3 separate regions of the Mus musculus genome follow, and all the other regions are linked to region 2. Evidence: chromatin contacts called from public Hi-C data. All regions are on one chromosome and are shown on one strand. Each heading gives the region's core, a stretch centred on a gene start, on an enhancer-like site or on the middle of the called end of the contact. The rest is flanking DNA. Distances are from core to core; before and after follow the strand shown.

The links. Hi-C and Micro-C count contacts between places; a contact is called where the count stands out from the background.
Region 1: a contact with region 2 is called in a Hi-C map of liver, with 3 times the contacts expected there. The contact joins the enhancer-like site here to the promoter of Tmem268 in region 2. A contact is called at or near these places in 2 of 39 promoter capture datasets (hippocampal neurons and liver) and 1 of 484 Hi-C or Micro-C datasets (liver).
Region 3: a Hi-C map of the G1E-ER4 cell line shows a contact between it and region 2, with 5 times the contacts expected there. The contact joins the promoter of Alad here to the promoter of Tmem268 in region 2. A contact is called at or near these places in 5 of 39 promoter capture datasets (the C10 cell line, the HPC-7 cell line, embryonic stem cells and 1 more), 5 of 484 Hi-C or Micro-C datasets (the G1E-ER4 cell line and regulatory T cells), 6 of 115 datasets of contacts at active chromatin or transcription factors (the SCID.adh cell line, embryonic stem cells, large pre-B cells and 3 more) and 1 of 9 other capture datasets (embryonic stem cells).

What each region holds. Positions count from the first base shown.
Region 1 is chr4:65,530,950-65,533,649 of GRCm38.p6, reverse strand. All of the region lies in intron 19 of Astn2 (astrotactin 2), which reads left to right. Among named protein-coding and RNA genes, the nearest start is that of Trim32, 73 kb to the left of the region's middle. Within about 2 kb of position 1,384, at least 12 of the 459 cell types and tissues checked have an H3K27ac peak or open chromatin away from gene starts, as enhancers often do. A contact at or near this core is called in liver, where this site is marked.
Region 2 is chr4:63,557,383-63,560,095 of GRCm38.p6, reverse strand. Tmem268 (transmembrane protein 268) reads right to left here and starts at 1,333. Exons shown (of 10, transcript NM_001356354.1): 1 at 1,139-1,333.
Region 3 is chr4:62,518,749-62,521,448 of GRCm38.p6, reverse strand. It overlaps Alad (aminolevulinate, delta-, dehydratase), which reads left to right and starts at 1,386. Exons shown (of 12, transcript NM_008525.4): 1 at 1,386-1,589.

The DNA.
Region 1 (2,700 bases), core at 135-2,634, 2.0 Mb before region 2:
TTTGCCCTGTTGGTTCCTGGATATGTTCAAATTCCTGATAATAATAATTTGAATCCTGTTTTAGGAGACAGGTAAGCTAGTGAGAAATTTCTTGTGTGTATGTGAGGATGTATAGTTATTCTTATGGAAATCAAAGGCTAATATCATAGTGCCATTTACAAATACTCCTCTATTTTATTTTATTTTTTTGTGGTAGTGTCTCTCACAGAAGCTAAAACTCAATATGTCAGCCAGATTGTTCGGCCAGCAAGGCCTTTGGACTCTTCTATCTCCATATTGTGGTTCCATGACTGCTGGTAATCTTAATGCCAGAAGGCAGGGCCTCATGCCTGTATAGCAAGCACCTTTCCCATTGATTGAGCTCTCTAGCCCCAGGGAGTAGATTATTTGGCCCAGTAGGTAAGGGGACTTGCAGTCAACCTTGAGGGTCTAAGTATAATTTCTATTCACCTTGGAATGGTCGTTAAGCTCCTATGACAAAATATGAGAATATAGGATATAAAATATAACCGTATATGACAAAATACTCCGAAAAAAAGAAAGAATGAAAAACAAAACAAAACACAAACTTGTGTGGAGGAAAGATTTATTTTGTCCTCAGCTGGCTCTGTAGCTTTGGGCCTGACTCGGGTGAGGTAGGAGGAGAGTGTGAGAGAGGAATGTGCTTACTTCATGCTACCCACAAAAGGGGAGTTAGGGAGAAAGCATGAGGGAGGGGTGAGGAGGAAATGAGGTCACGAGTTTTCAAAGTCGTAATTCTAGAGACTTGCTTCCTCTAAGCCTTCTCACCTCCTAGATTCCACCACCTTTTAATAACACCGATGATGACCTATCACTGAATCAATACAGGTATTGTTTCAGAGACCCCAGGATCTATTCACCTCTCAAGATCTGGATCCAGTAGCTGAGGACTGTGTCCTTAACACAGAAAATTTAGTTGTTGGCACTGCACTTCAAATTGAAACCATAATACCTCTGAAAAAATGAATTTGGCTCAAATTTGAATCTTTTAGCTTAGTTACATGAATTTTATCCTGAAGAACATAAGCCCAGTGAAGGAATAGGAATTTGCAAAAGCTGTCTTTTGCTTCTCCCAATTTATCTACTTCTCCCTGAAATAGCTAGTATGTGTCACCATGTTTTCTAGGTCTCAGTTTCCTCATCTAAGCTATTTTAGAACCAACTATGGTACAGTTCTTGGGACATAGGAACTATGTAAGCTTAATTGTTTCTTTCTTATTTCCATGATTAGAGTGGGGAGAGGAATCAGGATTGGGGGATGGGAGGGAAGAGAAACATGAATAAGAAAACAAAGTAGAGAGTTGTTTTGGAAAGAGAAACAGTTGGTCAGAGGCTTCCAGAATAGGAAATCCTAGACTTTCACCTTTGATCTTTAAATTTCGATAGCATCCAAGTTCATTGCTGGGATTATTTATTCAGAAGGCCATGTGTGTGCAATGCAGATACAAGTGCGTACTAATATCTTTCTTGATTTCACTCCCTTGTGCTCATGGAAACACATAATCTTTATGGCTGCCATGTGCTCCACACTCCTCTGAGCTATTGAAATGCACATGCTTTTTGCTGCATCCCATCCATACTCCCTTAGGTTGGGTGACCTCTTTGTTTCCTTCAGAGAAACCATTGGCTATGGGGTCTCAGGACTCCTTTAGAAACACTGAGCATAAGTAGTCTTCTGTTCCAGTTGTTTTGAGCAGAATGAGGCTTGTTTTGTGGGGTGGCTAAATTCCCCGCACACTAATCTGTCATCAGTATTAAAAACAGACGTCTGGTTCTCCCACGTGGCCTCATCAGAGAAATTGGCATGAGCTTCGGCCTCTCAGGCAGGGAAGACATGTGTGGAGTGGGGGAATAAGAAGTGGCGCTGAAGCCCAAGCCAACTTAACAATTCCAAACCCCCTCTCTGACCTACGGACTCAGAGGAGAGGGACTTGGGCAGAGATTATACACATCAGCAGTCAGTTGTAGACTCACAGTTGAGACCTAGAAGGTTTCTTTCCTTCACTAGTGCCTCTCTAAAGTCCAAGAGCCAGTGTTATATCTGTTATAGTTTTCTGTGATCGAGACAAATCCTGGAGGCAAATGGAGATACAAGACATTTATATAGCTGAACAGGATGGAAGCTAGCCACCAGATAGCCATGGGGGCTTCTGATCTTTAAGTCCCATCAGGATTGTCATTTCTTTGTCATGCGTATATCAGCTGCTGAGAATCCCAAGAGTTTGGAGTAGGGTCACCGTAAGCATGGAGTCCCCCCTTCTTTGGTGTAAGGATGGAGGAAGTGAGAATAGAAGGGAACAGGCTCACCAGGCTCACTGGCCATTATCCTTTCCTACTTCCCAGTGTGCTAATAGTCCTACCACATATTTTTCTTCAGGCATCTGCTGCTCACTTGATGGATTCTCTTTTAATCTTTAAAAAAATAGAAGCTTCTGTCTTTCCTCATGGGATTCCTAGCTTCAGCTCATTTGATTCAGGGCTGGAAGGCCAGCTGACTCTTTTGGCTCTTGAAAAGGCAGCAGGCCCTTTCTGCTTGCCCCCACCCGGCCTCAAAAAAGGCAGCGACATCTGGAGCTGGTCAGTGCCCCTTTTTGTGCTGGCATCTGGGAGTCTGCTGGGCCTCTCCCCAGTAGATTGGTACCAGGCATTGGGTTTATCTCTTGCCAACTCTCAAGTCCT
Region 2 (2,713 bases), core at 84-2,583:
AGCCCCCTCAGCTGCCCACAGAGACCCAATCAGCAGACTCCAGTCACACACCCAAGTTTGTGTGTGTTGGCTAAAAGTAACCTGCCCAGCCCAACCACTTCCCACCTGGGTAGCCTTGAGCAAGGTAACAAGACTTCTCTCTGCCTCCATTTCCTGGAAAGGAGACAAGGACAGACACTTAGGATTGCCCTATGGGTTCCACGTCCATGAGATCCACACTTGGGAAAAGGTTGATTACTGAGAGAAGGTAGCTGTCATCAACCTATGCCACAAACATTCCCTGAGAACCTTCTAGGGCCAGCCCCTGGACTGTAAAACCAGGAGTGGAACATGGAGCGTTTGCTCAGCCCTCCCCTGCAGGGATCACCATCCACTGGGGAAAACACACTCAGAACTGCCAGAGAGATGAGGAGGAGGAAACTAGGCAGCAAAGGTGGAGGACGACAGACTCCCTGGGCTGCCTAAATGGGCTGCTTCGCCAAGGAGGAGACTGAAAGGAGCCACACAGAACTGAATGGACTCGACTCAGAGGTCAGGATGGGTCCAGGGCTCCCCGTGTACATTCTCATCCAAGTACCGAGGCTACAGGGCCATGAGGGGTCAGGCAGGACCCCAATGGCAAATGCTAACCATTTACCACCTCCTCAGCTCTGCTCCAATCTTCAGCACACAAGTAAGGGAGCCCCACACCATGGTAAGCAAAGCACAGAGGGAGCAAGTGACTGCCGACCGAGTTCCTCTGGGAACCCACATTGCAACCAGATTTTCCAGTTGCGGGCTGTGCAGACTCAAGCCCCCAAGAGGTCTCATCTCTGCACAGTGCCTGCCAGCCTCACCAACATCTGAGCGCCTAACATATCCTGAAAGGAAAGAAAGAAAAAAAAAAAATGGATTTCCTTCTTCTAACTCAGCTTCATTAATTACAATGCAAGTCCAACACATCAGAGAAGCAGCAGTCCCCCAAAAGTTTAGGGCAGAAAAACCTGGCTGGACAAGGAGTTCAAACGCCCCATTTCAATGATGAGAACATTAAGCCCCGGAAGAGAAAGCCGACTATCCAAGGTCAGGGAGCAAACCCGGAGGGAGCCAAAACAGAAAGCCGGCTCGGCGCGGCCCGGCCCGGCGTCTCCCACCGTACCTGGCCTCGGGCTTGGGCAGCAGGCTCCCCGATCTCTGCCCTCTGGCCTTGGGGTTCCTTTACCCCAGAAATCACCCGCCCTGCCCTGCAGATCCCACGCCTGACGCGTGGGGCGGGAAGAGGTCACCCGAGCCTGAGCGGAGGGACGCGCACGCAGGCCCCGCGGCCCCAACCCCCGAGCGCGGGAGCGCGGACGCGCGGGCACGCGCACGGCTCGCGCACACTCACCGCCGCGCTGCCGCCCGGGCCGCTCAGGGTCAGAGGTTCCATGCCCCTTGTACGCCGCGGCGTCCCGGCGCCGCCGCCCCCGCCGTCCCCGCGCGCCCTTTTTGGGGCGCGTCGCCCCAGCCGGTCTCCGCCGAGTCGCCCTACGGCAGGAGCGTCTCTCGGGCCGAGCCCGGAGCGTTTCATCAGCCACGCTCCCCCAGGGCGCCGGTAGGGGCCCTGCGCCCGCCACGTGCATGAGATCTGAGCTCGTCCCTGCAGTGAAGGAGCGGGGCGGGGAGGCCTGTCCCGAGTGACAAAGTCATGGGATCCGATGCATGAGGCACACTCGGGACCAGAAGTTTCTTCCAGGCTTGTTTTTAATGAAAAACGGTGTTCAGTATTGAAAGCGTCGGTGTAGTCTCCACTTTGTATCTGCGTTTTCTTTAAAAATCTTTAGTTGAGACAGTGCTGTGAAATTGTGTGAGATCTTTACGAAATAATGTGTGAGGTGTTCAAACACACACTTGCACACCCCGCTCCTTGAGATTTAAAAGGATCTGTGATGGCCTGCTTCTTTTTCCAGGTAAATCACTAGTCTTGGGTTCACCTTGGTGGGTTGTTCTGACAACAGCAGACCTGGCTAACTACATGTACTTTTCTTTGGAGTACGTGTTTATATCCTATTAGCCACCAAACATTGTCTTTCAACAAAGACGGTGGGCACTTGGTTGCTGCACCAACAGCCTGGTTTCTTTTTCAGGGGATCGATGAATGCACAGGTGGTTCCCACCCTTGCTTACAGGAAGGACTAGGGCAGTACATGCCACTGCCCTTGTCTCTACAAGTGGTCTTGTACACACAGAGAGACACAAACACATTTCTTCCTTTTAACAACTCTTGAGGACTTCCAGACCACAGGACTTACATGTGCCTGCAGGATGTTTCCAGGCAGCGAGAATGAATTGAAAACCCAAATTAGCATATCCCATGGAGGTGCCCACGGGGACAAGTGAGGATCAAGGTGGCAGGCTACTGAAAATGAACTTATCTGTGAGCAAATCAGCACTGAGTACCTGCTCTGTGCCAGCCTTGCCCTGGGCAGTAGAAAACAGTTCGTGGGAGCCTCCCATGTAGTTTGATCAACTTGCTAAACAGTAATGTAGAGGCCTGGGAACAAAAGACCCAAGGGTGCTGAGACTTCTAAATGCTGACCCGGCTATTGAAAAGGAAACAGCAACAAGCTGTGGCCTAGCCCCGCCCCACCCCCAACCCTGCCTGTGAAGCAACCCTCCTCAATGTCAGAGATGCCCTACTGCCTTCCCACCAGCCTGTCTTCACTCTCCACGGGCCAGCAGTTTTAGGTCGACA
Region 3 (2,700 bases), core at 137-2,636, 1.0 Mb after region 2:
AAGTTCAAGACTACCCTGTACCTTCCCCCTTCAAAAGGACTTTCCAAACTGTACTAGCAGGCCAAGTACAGAGCCAGATAAAAAGCTGGCTGACTAAACAAATATAGAAACATAGTTTTAACGGTCAAAAACAAAATTAACAATCCTCCTGCCCCGCCTCACTAAAACACACACAAGGACAGACAAAATAAGAGTCACCCTACATAAACCAACCAATGTCTAAAAAGATTATTGGCTACACCAATTAAAATAAGCCAAACTACCCTGGTGCCTATATCCAACCCTTACAAAGGTATAAAAAGTGTGTTCCTTCTTTGTTCTGGGTCTCTCCTCCTGCCTGCCAGCTGAGAGGGGAGTCCCCAACATGCTGGATAAGTAAAATCCTCATGAGTTTTTGCAATGATGGTGGTCTCTGTGCTCTTTGTGGGTGAGGGTTTTCTGACAAGCTACAACACTCTCATACCCTTCACCCAGCTTCTCTTGTTACAACTTTAAGTTCAATTTTTCTAGTGAATTATTGAAAACCAAGATGAGTTCACAGATCTTAAACATTTTTAAAATGAAGATCTGGTGGTACCTAGAACATTTACAGTATTATTACACAACTGCCCACTTTTACCTCCAAAATAATTTTATCACCTCCTCCCTAGTGAGCATTCCCCAAGGCTCCCTCCACAAAGAGGGCCCTTGCCACTCTCAAGTCTTTGTCAAAGCCCCATAAACCTCTCTAGACCCCACGCTCCAGTCTTCCCCAGACCTTTGGTCAGAATTTTTCTTTTTTTAATTGTTTTTTGGTTTGTTTGTTTTCTGTTTTGTTTGTTTTGGGTTTGGTTTGTTTGTTTGTTTGTTTGTTTGGTTGGTTGGTTTTTTGTCACCTAGTGCTAAGATTAAAAGCATGCACCACCAAATTTACTCCCTTTTATACTCCAAATTTTAATGTATCCATTGTAGATAAACCTGATCTCCTAGCATACTTGGATGGTTAGTTTTCTCGGCTTTTTTTTTTTTCCAATGTCTTTCATATCTCTCAACCCATGAGATAGGGGCTGGATAATCAATTACATAGAATAAATAAATCTAGACAGTCAGTCTGCTGCTGAACGTATTTACCCGCGGTGTTAGGCATTACCGAGGTGTTTTAATGCCGTTGACATCCAATTGTTCTTTTACCAGTGAGCAACGCAGTCAATTTTTGCTCCGGGCTGAGAATAGACCGTCAAGTGAACTCTGGGATGAGTTCGGATTGCAAGCCAGGGCACCTCCCAGAGGCTCCGAATGCCCACGTGGACCCCCTCGGGCCTTCCCACCTCAAGTGAGACCCGAGCTGGGGGGCGGGGAGACGGGCGGGCTCTCGGGCAACTCTGGATTGGCCAAGATTCCAGCCCCGCTCAGCGTGGATCTGGCCGCGCGAGCTGACCAGTGATCCGGAGACTGCCCCGAAGGGAGCGTAAGCTGCATTCCCGGAGGGGCGGGCGGTACGGGAGCCGCTTCCGGGTGAGCCGCCCCGCCCCCACGTGGGCTTGCGCTTTTAGAGCGGGAGAGCGCGGTGTCCAGAGCCCGGCTCGGAGCGGCGGCGAGCAGCGTCCTTGGTACGTGAGCAGGCGCCGGCCTCTGGGAAGTGGCGGGTTGAAGGGGGACGGGACCCCAGAACAAGGTGAGGTGCACCCCTATGGCGCTGTGTTCCCGAAGCTCTGACGCTGTAGCGGAGACGCTGTCCCTATGCACCTACTAGAGTGGGCGGGATTCTTGCCGCTACAAGGTCTTGCTGCGTCCGGGATTCGGGACTCAAAGATGGGCTCCACCCGCCCCCTTTCTCGGAGGCCTCAGGGGTAGCCTCGGTTTCTGCAGAGCGCGATCTGTCTGGCAGGCTGGAGAAGTGGGGAAAACAATAAGGGTCGCTTGTGCTAGGTCTCTCCTGCTTCTGCTCATTCAGTCATACAACGATCCATTGAGATCCGCTTAAGACCCAGACCACATGAGAAGAAAAGCAGTCATGCAGCTTGAAACAAGAATTTGTCCCCATGCCTTTTAAATCCCAAAGTCACATACTAACCACCCTGCTACCAGCCGTGGCCAGGTCTAGGTTAAACCTTTCTTCCCCTACTCTCACCTGGAATCTCTGTCGCCTCTTCCATACTGGGACTATAACGTGTGAACTCTGTCCTTCTAATGCCAAAAGTCCTGGTGAGGACTGAGGGCTGCTAGACTCCAGAAGTTTGGACCATATTTATAGCTGACCTGCTGTATGAGACCTGCCCTTCTCGAGTTCAGTTTTACAGTTGTTTGATGTAAAAGCTCTCAGCCAGAATATTTTAGCAGTCTGTGGAAAGGCAACTCCTAGCTTGAAATGTCTAGACCCGGGCAGCAGGGGGGATTAAGCGCCCACACTAGATGAGGTCTAAGGTCTCTTCTTTAACCCCTCCTAACACCGTGGCAGGTGGCAGCTAGAGTGTGCAGGAAATGCAAATGAGCCACCGGGCAGTACCTTTTCAGAACTGCCCACAGATGCCTTTCCTGGGCCTCTTTGGGCTTCAGATTTCCCAGCTCTGAACCTTCTACCTAGCTGGCCCTCCTGACTTGTCTCCTCCCTAGCCAGGGCAGAGCCTGCTCGAGCTGGCACCACTTCACTACTATTTATGCCAAGAGCACAGCCTCCGGAATTCTTTGTGGGGTACAACCTGGGAGCCCAGGCTCTGAAGC